Linked DNA regions of Mus musculus: region 1 is linked to region 2. Evidence: chromatin contacts called from public promoter capture Hi-C data. All regions are on one chromosome and are shown on one strand. Each heading gives the region's core, a stretch centred on a gene start, on an enhancer-like site or on the middle of the called end of the contact. The rest is flanking DNA. Distances are from core to core; before and after follow the strand shown. Region 1 overlaps Stk31 (serine threonine kinase 31). Region 2 holds the start of Tmem176a (transmembrane protein 176A).

Region 1 (5,560 bases), core at 2,996-5,495, 570 kb after region 2:
ACATTTATAGGTCTTGTTTATAAATTTGTAATCTATGTTTAGTACTAGTGTTTGCTTCCAATTTTTTTCTAGTGCCTGGTGAGGTACATTGACTATGGAAATACTGAAATTCTAAACCGATCTGATATAGTAGAAATTCCTCCGGAGCTACAATTTTCTAGTATTGCCAAGAAGTATAGACTTTGGGGACTACAGATTCCTTCTGGCCAAGAAGTTACCCAGTTTGATCAGGTAAGTCATACATTTAAATATTCTTGTTAATGTATTATACCTGAAACTATATACTTGAAAGCATAAGCACTATTAAATATTTAGGAAATTATTAATTTTTAAGGAAAATAAATAAAATTTATGAAAATATAAAAATAAATATGAAAAATAAAATATGAAAAGGTAATTCAGGTTTATGGATACAGTTATAGTAGAACACTTAGTATGATCAGACCCTGGGTTTGATCCCTGGTACTTACCAAACACACACACACAAATGAGCATAAATACTGTTAGGAAAAGCATTGGCTCAGGACTCTCAAGACCAAGTTCTCAGCACAAAGGAGATGTATTTGTTCCATAGGGACAGAGAACATGGAATAAGTGACAAAGACAGGAGACAGAAGATGAGGGAGAAAGGGAACAAGGAAAAGGGAGTAGGGATATCTGTCTGGAGAGGGGCAAAGGACTCCCTTGGATAGAGAGGAGACAGACATAGCACATAGGAAAATGGCAGTTTATAGAGGTACGAAGGGAAACCTGTTAATTAGGTGAGTGTAAGGGGCTTTTGATTGCTGGACTTAAATAGTTTGATAGGTGGGCCTTGGTGATCAGCCTCAGGAGGAGGCAGCAGCCAAATAAGGGAATAGACCTTGGTGGATAGTTCTAAGTTTTTAGCAAAGCAGAAGGAACTGGGGAGAAGCACACAGCCTGCCAGAGCAATGTTTGCTTGCTGTGCTCTAGCTGGCCAGACCCCTTCAAATGCATGAAAAACAATTATGTATTTGTCCTCGTCTTTGGTAGGTAATCATTCTTAATGATCAAATAAGTGGATGTATGTATGTAAGTGAATAAAACAAATGTGGAAAAACAGACAACAATAACAAAACCCTGAATGTGAATAGTTTCTTCTGTAAAAATTTAAAAGGATTGTCTTTTATATGATGAAAAAATTCTGTTGACATTTGTCTTTGTGAATGTATTGGTTTGTTTTGTTTTAGAATACTGGGGATTAAATCTTGAGCACCCCTCAGTGGTCTTTAACCCTGTCCATAAATATCAGTAGTTTGAAATTATTAGTATTACAAGTAATCAGATTTATATTTTAGGCAATATGATAGTTTTAATATAGCTGGACACAAACTAGAATAACCTGGGAAGAGAGTCTCAATTGAGGACAATTATCTAGATCAAGTTGACCTGTGGACATTTGAGAGCTTGTTTTGATTGCTAGTTGATGTGGAGAGGCTCAGACCGTACTTGTGGGCAGTACCATTCCCTGGTAGGGTATCTTAAGTGAGATAACTAGATGAGAGGAATAAGGAATAAGCGTGGGTATATTCATTTCTCTCTACTTTATTTATTTATTTATTTTTTCGAGACAGGGTTTCTCTGTATAGCCCTGGCTGTCCTGGAACTCACTTTGTAGACCAGGCTGGCCTCGAACTCAGAAATCCTCCTGCCTCTGCCTCCTGAGTGCTGGGATTAAAGGTGTGCGCCACCACACCCGGCTTTCTCTCTACTTTTAAGCAAGGAAGTGGGTATTGCTGGCTGTTTCAGCTTCTGTGACTTCCCTACAGTGTTGAATACAATGTGGAATTGTAAGGCAAATAAACTTTTTTCCCCTTTTGTTTGTTGTGTGACAAAACTTTTCTGGGGAGACACACACACGTCTATTCACGACAGATAGGGAGGGATCCCATGACAGACCAAAGTGCGAATATCACCAAAGTCCAAACTTGGTGAACCAAAGAGTTTTATTAGGTTACTTACAAGAGCAGAAATGAGTCACCAAGCTCAAAGGCTTGATTACCAAAGCCTACCCAGTGTGGGTGACAGCTCACAAAGCTGGGAACTTGGAGTGCCCTGCACACCCTGCAGGCAGCTCAGCTGCTTTCTCAGAGAATATCCTTTCCAGGTGCCTTTGGTCTAAACCTCTTTGAGTGAGCTGGGCTGGATTTTGCTTCCTCAGGAGCTATTTTGGTATCAAGGACTGTTTTTTAAAGCTTTTTTCCTCTGAGAGTCTTTTTTGTAGTTTGGCTTGTCTGAGTCTTTGTGGCAGCTCATCTCAGAGTCTTCTTGACAGTTCAGCTTCCTCTTCTGAGAGGGACTCTCAGCATTTATTGCTTACTCAGGCAAGGAGGGGCCTGATGAATCTAGTTAGTTTCAGAGATTTCCTGAAGCTATTTTGAGTTATTTACCTTTTTGCTTAAGGAGATTCCTACAGAATGGAAACTATTACACAATACTATATCCCTTCCTTTGACTCCTTTGTCCCCTCTTCAACAATGATTCCTGAGCGTTAAAAGGTTTGACTATAGATGTCTACTATAGGTCACCATGTCACAGTAACAATCACTTGATCTCAGGAGTTTTCTCAGGGGTTATGAGTTGAGGCTGATACATCTAAATACATGTGTTTAGATGAGAGTTTAACAGGCACATCATAACCATCTAGAAAAAACTTCTCCTGGCACTGGAGTTTTTATTTAATAACCTTATGGTCTCTGGAATGTCCTTTTTTACCCATGTAGGGTAACTTTTGGATTTTTTTTTTTTAATTAACCCACCCCAGTAGGGTTGTAAGGTAGGTAGAAGTATACTATATCTGATTGTTTCTCCAGTGACTTTACAAATTTGCAAAATACAGGTAAGCATTATGTTATCTATGTAACAAAACCTTTTCCAGTGAATGGGCAGGACAAGGCAACTTCCGGAACTACTATCTCATAACAGATCAGTGGGTTCCAAAGATAACCTTGGTGAAACACCTGAAAGTCAGTTGTCATCCATCCTCAGCAAGTGTCAGGTGAGCCTAGAAGTTCACAACTAAGATGATAACTAAGGTTGAAATGAGCAAGGTCTAATACAGCATGGAAAGGTTCCATCAATTTGCTTCCTCCAAAGATCAAGGTCAGGTACAAAGCATAGATAGGAGGTGCTAACTTAATTTGTTCTCTGTAATCCTTGGCGATTCTCTCTGAACTATTATGTTTACATGACCTGGAGCCTGTTCTGGGAGCCTCCCTCATTTCTCCACACCTGATCAACTCAGTGGATTTGACTTAGTCGGCTCAGACATACTCAAGGCCAAAGGTAAATGTGGCCCTGCTTTCCCGCTGCACCTCTGGCTCACTAGGTCAGAGTGACCCTGGGTTGGCACATGCCTCCAGCCTCCCATTCACCATCCCTGGCTGTCGGGGCAGTTCTAGCTGGGCGAACAGTCTACACCCCAGCTTTATCTTTTGCTGTGTCCCCTCCTTGGTCTGGGGGATCACCCACTCCTGGGACAGGCTTGTGTGCTTCATCTGTATTCTGTCAAGGATGTCTTCTCCTTAGGCAGATGCTCCTTAGCACACAATGCCTTTCTATCAGATTTTTCCTTAGCAACCCTAGCTCAACATAAATACTACTTCACCTAGAAGAACCTAGACAGGCCTCTTTTTCTGCTTAACCTTAAAAGAATATTTCTCCTTTAGCTTCTTTTATTTTTCAGATACTCTTTACATGTTGGTCTAAGTTACTGACATCTGCCATAGCCTTTCTTACTTTATAAAGATCTTGCTACACCAAAGGACTCAGCAAAGACACTAAAGCTTGATACTAGCCTTGAGGTCCCTTTGCTTAACTTCTCTGTGAACAGAGTTCTATCTGGGCCAGTGAACTGGGGTTCAAATATAGCCTCCCTATTCTTAGTTCCCTTAATAGTACCTTCCTCTTCTCTACGAACTTCCAGTTTTTGATATTTATGGAGACTTTGGATAGAGATAACTGTAGGCTACTTGAACCGGGTTCCTGAAAGGGAGGCTGGGGCTGCATGGGAGAAAATGGTGAGAGAAATAACGAGACCAAGACAAAGATACTGATCAAAGCCCAAAATTTACTTAAGAGTCTGAGCTTATAAAGTGGGGGGTGGGGTGGGGGGAACCCATCCCATCCCCCATCACACCAGGATCTCCTTTCATCTGGATAGAGTCAGGAGAACAGGTTCAGCATCTCAGCAGGTAGCTGCATCTTGGAGAAAATGGCAGAGGTGGCAGAACAATAGACCTATCTAGGTTGGAAGACTCCACCCTAGGTGGTCTTGTTCATAGAGGAGGAACAGGTCTGAGCCAGCCTGCTCAAGGCTGGGGGAGGCTACAATTCCTCCCTAATTATATAATAAAAATTAGCTGTACTGGGACTTAAAATTTACTTATGCTCCATGGTCCTGCCTGGGAATTATGGTGGCTGGCGGCCACGCATGTCTTAGGATTGTGGTCTTCAAATAACTTATTCTTATCCATCCTCGGGAGCATGTGCAGCTTGTTTGTGTTTATTTGCACAAACACAGCTCTGTGGTGTTGTTATGTACATATGTATATATAGACTATTAGTATATAAATTAAAGCTTGATTTTTCAACATTTTAAAACACTGGCTACAGCACACAATTTAATTATCTGTGCTGAAGCAGGAGGAAACTCAAAAGAATAAACATGTGATCCAATCACATATACTTTTCTCCCATAGAAGGGCTGTTTTTAAATACAGTAGATGTAGTCTTTATGGGATGCATGCATGCATAAATTTACAGAAAATACAAAAGCATGCATAGAAGCAATCTTTAACAACTTATCTTTTGGATAATAATTATCAGTTTTACCTAGAAAGTCTATGCAGTAGGCCAAATATCAATATTCTGCAATAACCAATTTAATTGCTGTTTGGAACAAAGAACAGATGCCTCGTCAGGTTTTTAAGACACATTTTTGTTGTTGTTGTTGTTGTTTTTCTAAAATTCCTTCATGATTTTATCTTACAATTCTTTATTAGCACCACAGCAATGTCATAATAGGATGTTAAAACTTTACTTGGAGATGAAGAAAGATGATTTTACATTAATGTTCTCTTTTGCCAAAGAATTGCTGTGGGCACACTGAGTAACAATAACTAAAATAAGCAGCTAATATTTGATTACCATTGATTAAAATTGATAACAATTAATTATAAAAGCTTCCTCTACTTTCTGCAAAGCCTTTTGTTTCTCACCAGTTAATTTGCCTCTCCGTTGATAACATCCAACAAAGGCTTAAGTCACCTTAAGGCATTAAGGTAAGGTCTTAGCCAATTAACATCTCCTGGAAGCTTTTGAAAATAATTTGAAGTAAGCAAATCATCTTTTCTTTCTTAAATTTTCTGTACCACAATCTTTCTAGGATAACTAAGACCCTAAATATTAAAAAGATATTGCCTTTGAATATTTTCTGGCTCATCAGCTACTCTCCAGAACTTTAAAGCTCATTGTGTGAGAGGAAAGAGTTGAAGTAATATATTCCATTTAAGAAACAATATACACTGAAGGATTCAAA
Region 2 (6,259 bases), core at 962-3,461:
CATCCAAGAATGGAGCGGCTTTCCCCCAACCTCCATGGAGTGTGCCAGCTACTTCTGCTTTCTTACCTAAGAGATATCACATTCTATTGTAGGTTTTCATTTAATGCAAACACTTGCTCCATTTTCAATGCTTATCTTGAAGTCTGACAAATGTCTATCTTCATCCAAACACAGCTACAATCAAGGCATAGGAATGTGTGTATTGTAAAAAGTTCCCTCCATGTGTGGTGGCACACACCTTTAAACACAACACCCTGGAGGCAGAGGCAGGTAGATTTCTGTGAGTTGGAGGATAGCCTGGACTACATAGCAAGTTCTGGGTCAGCCAGGTATACACAATGAGATCCTGTCTGAAAAATAAAAATAACGATTCCCCAGGACTCTCCCCACATAAAGCCTCTTCCCTGGCTCTCCAGCTTGGTTCTCTCACCGTTTCAGTGGCTGGCTGGCTATTTGTTTTGAAAGGCATTTTTTAGTTTATGCTTTTGTGAGTTCCTCCTCCTCACATGTCCTGATTTTTTTCATAGAAGTTCTTTTATATCTGAAAATTACGACCGGCAATATGCACCCCTAGTCACACACCCACATGAACAGGCATGTTTAAATTACAAACATGCAGTAATTTTAAAAAAGATGTTGATCTTTGGACTGTATATCATAATTTGGTAGATACAGAGGCAAGGACCTATGGTGCTGGTCCAGGTATTAATTTCTGAAAAACAGTTTCTACTGTGGTCTGTGGTATATATTACTTTTCTCCCACTGAATAAAACCACTGTTCCGAGTTTCCATAGGGCCTCAGGCAGGCCCATGAGGTCTTCATATTCTGCCTGATTACTTCCTCAGCGTGGCCTCCATTCTAATCAGCACAGAGCTTAACACAGCTTCCCACTGTCTCCTGTTATGGGCTTATAACAACCATTTAGCCCCTCTGATGGCTTGCCTCTGTCCAAAAGAAGTTCTGCCCAGTGGCTCTCCTGGGCAGTCTGGTTAAGCATCAGTTCTGACTGGATATTGACGGCCACTCCAGTCACTTCCCTTTGCATCCCTTCATGTTCTCCCCCACGCCACGGAGCACCTTCCACTCACCCGTGCACCTCAGAGCCGAAAGCACAGGAGTCTGACAACTTTTCAGGAGGGACGAAGAGAAACACAAATGAAGGCCTCAGGTTCACACCTTCCCTTGAGGTTCCAGGAATAAAGTCTCAGTTGTCTGGGTGCTGGCCCCCTCTAGACCCCCAGTGCTATCCCTGCCCTGGCCACCCAGAATCCCTCTGCTTCCTCTGCAGAGCAGGAACTAAAGCCCTAGGCACCAAGAAGCCTCTCACCACTTCTGGCACCGCTCCAGATAGTGGCTCTCTGATATCCCTCCTCCCAGTGTTCAGAAACAAAGAAAAAGAACACCCCGTGTCCCCACAGCTGTCCCACCTCTGCGTGGTCTCAAAGGCCCTGCTCTTAGAACGCAGGCGTGAGGCACTGATAACTATGGAAGGTAAAGCCAGACTCTGACCTCCCCAGCCTCAGCCCTGTTTCCAGAGTCACATCCTCTGTCCAACACATCCCTCCCTCCCCAGAGTCCTACAGGAAAGCAGAGATAGAAGGAAGGAGAAGCATCCTGAGCCAAGATGGAGCTTGAGGAGTAGACTTGGAGACTCTTCCAGAGAAGAAGGAACCCTATGCTTCAAAAGGGGGCTACCAAGGGGCCGTGAAGGGTCCTGTCTCACCTGCTGTCCTCTGCGATGGGTGGGGCTGGAACTGAGAGGTCTGGGAGGAGCTGGCTTAAAGCTGACCCCAGAGAGAGGAGAGCAAGAAGGGGGTGGAGGGATGGGGCCTGACATGGAGTCTCTCAGTTTGCCAGCAAGTAGCTGACAGGAAAGGGCCCCACTTGAGGGGGGTCCATCAGGAGTAGATGATCAGGCCTGCTGGAGCAGGGATACAGGTGACACAGATACACTCATACACCCAAGGTGGCACAGGCCAGCACCTGCTCAGAAAGCTCTATCCCTGACTGGGAGAGAGAGCACTGTGCAATCAAAGGATTCCACAGGAACAATCAGTGCCAACCCCAGCTCTTACCTCGCCCACCTTCTCCAGCTCTCCAGTGCCCAGTGAGGAGCTGCCTGCTGGAAAACCCCTAAAGGGGCCCTCAGTCCCAGCTGCCTGCCAGGAAGTGTTGAGGTCTGCCCATTCCCCCTCCCCTTCTGGCTCCCACCCAGGTTCTTCCTCCTGCCAGGGCTGAAGTTCTCAACTACTGCCAGCGCCTCTGTGTGAGCTCTGGCCTTCCCTGCTGCACACTTCCCCGGTCCCAGAGGAATCAGGTAAGACAGCCCACCATCACTTTAGCATAGCTCGTTTCCCAGTCCATCCAGATCCATCCAGTCTGACGCCCTGCGAGCTTGCTAGGGGAGTGGACACACTGGGGTGTGCCTCCAGGGACAGGTATGGCCTCCATCTCTACCACTCAATTCTGTGGGGACAGGGTCAGTCAGTGCTTGTCGTTCATCCAAGGAGATGGTGGCGTCTGGGTGAGGTGGTCCCTGGGACCCTGGTAGGGAAGAGATAATTGCAACAGAAGCTTATGGGGCAGTTAGAGGGGGACACTGTTTAAGGGGCTTGGCCTCTGACCTGGATTCAGAAAATGCTGGGGAGAAGAGATCCAATCAGAGGTTGGGTGAAGAGATAGGTTGTGTGCGTTCTGCTTGATCCAAACATCAGGCTCCTGAAGACCATGGCAGTGGGGCACAAAGCAAATGTGGGGTGAAGCGGGTACTCCAGCATCAGGCTTCCCTGACAGACAACCCTCCAAAAGAGCTGAAGATACAGCTCCACAGCCAGGGGCAGCCATTCTGTGTCTCTGTTAGCCCCCAACTCCAAGCCGCCTCTGAAACATCTGCCAAATATTTCTTCCTGCTTTTCCTTTTCTCCCTCACAGACGATGTCCACAGACATGGAGACTGCAGTCGTCGGCAAGGTGGACCCTGAGGCTCCACAACCCACCCACATTGATGTGCACATCCACCAGGAGTCTGCTCTGGCCAAACTTCTGCTGGCCGGATGCTCATTGCTAAGGATTCCAGCATCCGCTTCCACCCAGAGCCAGGGCAGCAGCAGAGTGCTGGTGGCCTCCTGGGTGAGAGTAGCTACGTGCTTGATGGGCCCAGGGAGGGACCCTCATTTGGGCCATATTTTCCTCTGGCCTCCTCTATACATCTGTCCTCCTAAGACATTGAGTTGATTTTGTCTGTGTGTACAGACAGTTGCAGCTAACAGGTAGCCCTGCTGCTGGAGAGCTGTGTTTCAAGTCCTCTCTCTTCCAGGTGGTGCAGACTGTGCTGGGGGCTCTGAGTGTGGTTCTGGGTGGAACCCTCTACATAGGCCATTATTTAGCCATGTATTCCGAAGGCGCCCCCTTCTGGACTGGGATCGTGGTGAGTGTGGCATCATGAAGGTCCAGGGCTGTCTGAGAGCACAGGGATGGCGGTCCCTTTGCTTCCCTTCCACCACCACCATTGATGTGGCACCCCAGAGTATGTAGCCAAACAAGACCTGAATTAAGTAAGCCAGTCTGGTGCTTGTGTACATGACAAATGATGAAATGGTCGCCTGTGCAGCTGCAGGTCAGCTTTGTCTCTTGTCCCATGCTTCTCCCAGCAGGCTGACAGAAGCTCCTTGCCATCAGTAGTCATCAACAGTTAAGGCTCTCAGGGCTTATCTACCTCTAATGCCTGCCTCAAGACAGGGAAAGCGGAGTGCATCAGGCAGGAAGCATTGTCTTCTGGCTCTCTTACTTCCTTATGCTCATCCTATGGGGATCCAGGGATGAATTTTGTCAGAAGAGTGCTATTGTATTTAACGACAGCTGGTTAGGTTGAGCTGGTTATGTCATAGGTACAAAGGACTTTCTGATAGACCCACACTTTCAGAACAGCAAAACATATGTATTGAGAGGAGAGATTAAAGTAACCATGCTAATCCATCCAATGGCAGGATTATATGGACTGGTTATAGAATAATCAAATAGGATCAGGACCCATCTGCCCACCGAACTGCGTCAGACTCCCCGTTCTTCTATCCTAGTTAGATGGACCCAACGGCTGCTAAGACAAGTGTCTGGACCCAAGGCTGCCTAAAGTCACATTCTGCATCCCCAGCTTTTCCAACAGTATGGGACTCTGACCTACAAGATCTCTGGTCCCTGGAACGTTCTTGAAGAATTTAGTGTGACTTTAAAAGAAGGTGGTTGGGATGGATAGGAAGGTTCCCACCTGACTCAACCGTGTACACTTAGGTGTCAATAAAACAGTGCCCTACAGCCTCACAACTGTGCTCCAAGCTCATTGTCCCACACAGTTACTCCACCATAGACAACAGAACATAGCAGAACATCTGAGATGCAGAGGAAATGCTCTAGGCCATGTGGCTGGCACTACAGATGGCAAACACAGAGGAAATGAGGCGGGGGATTAACAGACACTTGTCCTATACTGATTCTTTTGGTTCAATCACTCCTTAGGCTATGCTGGCTGGAGCTGTTGCCTTCCTTCACAAGAAACGGGGTGGTACCTGCTGGGTAAGTTTAGGACCAGGCAGGACCCAGGCTCTGCCTCAAGGCTATGCTAGACCTCCTGCCCCATCACACACAGGCTGGCTAAAACTGAATCTTTGAGGTCTCTCTTCTGCTCTACCTAGGCCCTGATGAGGACCCTTCTTGTGCTGGCAAGTTTCTGCACCGCTGTGGCTGCCATCGTTATTGGGTCTCGTGAGTTGAATTTTTACTGGTATTTTCTCGGAGATGATGTCTGTCAAAGAGACTCTTCATATGGATGGTCCACCATGCCTAGAACCACTCCAGTTCCCGAAGAAGCTGATAGGATTGCCTTGTGCATATACTACACAAGCATGCTAAAGGTAAGCGGCCATGGAGAAGAACAAGTACAGATAGTGGCAGGGAGACTAAGATGGCCAGTGGGAGAAGGCACTCCATCAGCAGTAGGTCCCTCTCCTCCTAGTCTTGGTGATTGTTTCTAAAGATACAGGAGTGAGTAAACAAATCAGAAACTGTTCCCACTGCTGTGGGAATCACATACTGTTGGGAAAGAAACACTATGAGCCACAAACCATGGGTGGCCCAGGGTTGCAAACATGGCAAGGGTTACCAACATGGTAAATGTGTGTCCATTCTGGAGCAATCTCTCACGTCACAGCTCAGGCTGCTGAGGAGAGTGGGAAAGGTTTCTGGTGAGTTCTACCCTCTATATCCATGACCCCTCCCCATTCCAGAAGCTGTAGACTTGGAGGTGATGGTTAGAAAGTGACCCAGATCAGGAGACAGAATGGAGAGGGGTGGGAGTGTGGCCGTCACTCCAGCACGCTTGTCTTTTGCCCTGTGTTCTCAGACCCTGCTCATGAGCCTCCAAGCTATGCTCTTGGGTATCTGGGTGCTGCTGCTCCTGGCTTCTCTCACCCCTGTATGTGTCTACATCTGGAAAAGATTTTTCACAAAGGCGGTGAGTCCCTCTGTTGGTATGTTTGGGGCAGTGGCGCTGTATAGATGAGACATGATGCTTAGGGAAGAAGGGAGTTCATTATGTGAGTCCCAGAAAGAATCATGTCTTTCTGTCCTATCCAATACAGTCTCTGTTTCCAACCAATGTTCCTATCCAAAGAAGCCAGGGAAGGCCACATCCATCCTAGACCTGTGGCGCTTTTAGTCACAGGTCCTATGTTGCTGAGACTGGTTCTAGCTGGCTCCAGAATTACCTGGCCTAGAGCACAGAACCTGTTTCCCTTTCTCTTCCTGTCACTAACATCTCACCTTGGCTTCTTCCTTAGGAAACAGAGGAGAAGAAACTGCTGGGTGCAGCTGTGATCTAGCCTTTCCTCTTGCTCCGGGCGTCCCTCCTACTGAAGCCTGAAAGAAGAATCAGGCAGGACTAAGAAGACCCTCCCCCACTAGCAGGGCCATGGCCACTGCCTGGTTCTGCCCAGCACCACAGCAGCTCTCAGCAGCACTTGCTTGTCTCTCCATCCTTCACCGTCCTATATCCCTCCTCAGGCAGCAACTTGATAATAAACTCTCCTGTTATTGCTGGCAGGTCCTTGCTTTGTCACACCAGGGAATTCACACTGTCTGGGAGGCAGAGCAGCGTGAGGACAGCAAGCCTCTGATGCTTCCCATAGCTCCTACATCCTACCCAGCTCTAGAATCTTGCAACCTGCAAACAGATGACCGGGTGTTCAGGGTGAGGGGGAAAGGGAC

The links. Promoter capture Hi-C pulls out the DNA fragments that hold promoters and counts their contacts.
Region 1: a promoter capture Hi-C map of embryonic stem cells shows a contact between it and region 2, with 2.6 times the contacts expected there. The contact joins the enhancer-like site here to the promoter of Tmem176a in region 2. A contact is called at or near these places in 5 of 39 promoter capture datasets (the 3T3-L1 cell line, cranial neural crest, embryonic stem cells and 2 more).

Annotation. Positions count from the first base shown.
Region 1 is chr6:49,408,981-49,414,540 of GRCm38.p6, forward strand. Stk31 (serine threonine kinase 31) reads left to right here. Exons shown (of 24, transcript NM_029916.2): 6 at 73-231. Among named protein-coding and RNA genes, the nearest start is that of Stk31, 16 kb to the left of the region's middle. Within about 2 kb of position 4,246, at least 8 of the 459 cell types and tissues checked have an H3K27ac peak or open chromatin away from gene starts, as enhancers often do. A contact at or near this core is called in embryonic stem cells and stem cell-derived epiblast-like cells, where this site is marked.
Region 2 is chr6:48,839,272-48,845,530 of GRCm38.p6, forward strand. Tmem176a (transmembrane protein 176A) reads left to right here and starts at 2,212. Exons shown (of 7, transcript NM_025326.4): 1 at 2,212-2,318; 2 at 2,933-3,130; 3 at 3,318-3,428; 4 at 4,514-4,570; 5 at 4,690-4,908; 6 at 5,397-5,507; 7 at 5,833-6,093. The coding sequence starts at 2,936. The coding sequence ends at 5,874. It overlaps Tmem176b (transmembrane protein 176B), which reads right to left and starts at 2,103. Exons shown (of 7, transcript NM_001164207.1): 1 at 1,725-2,103.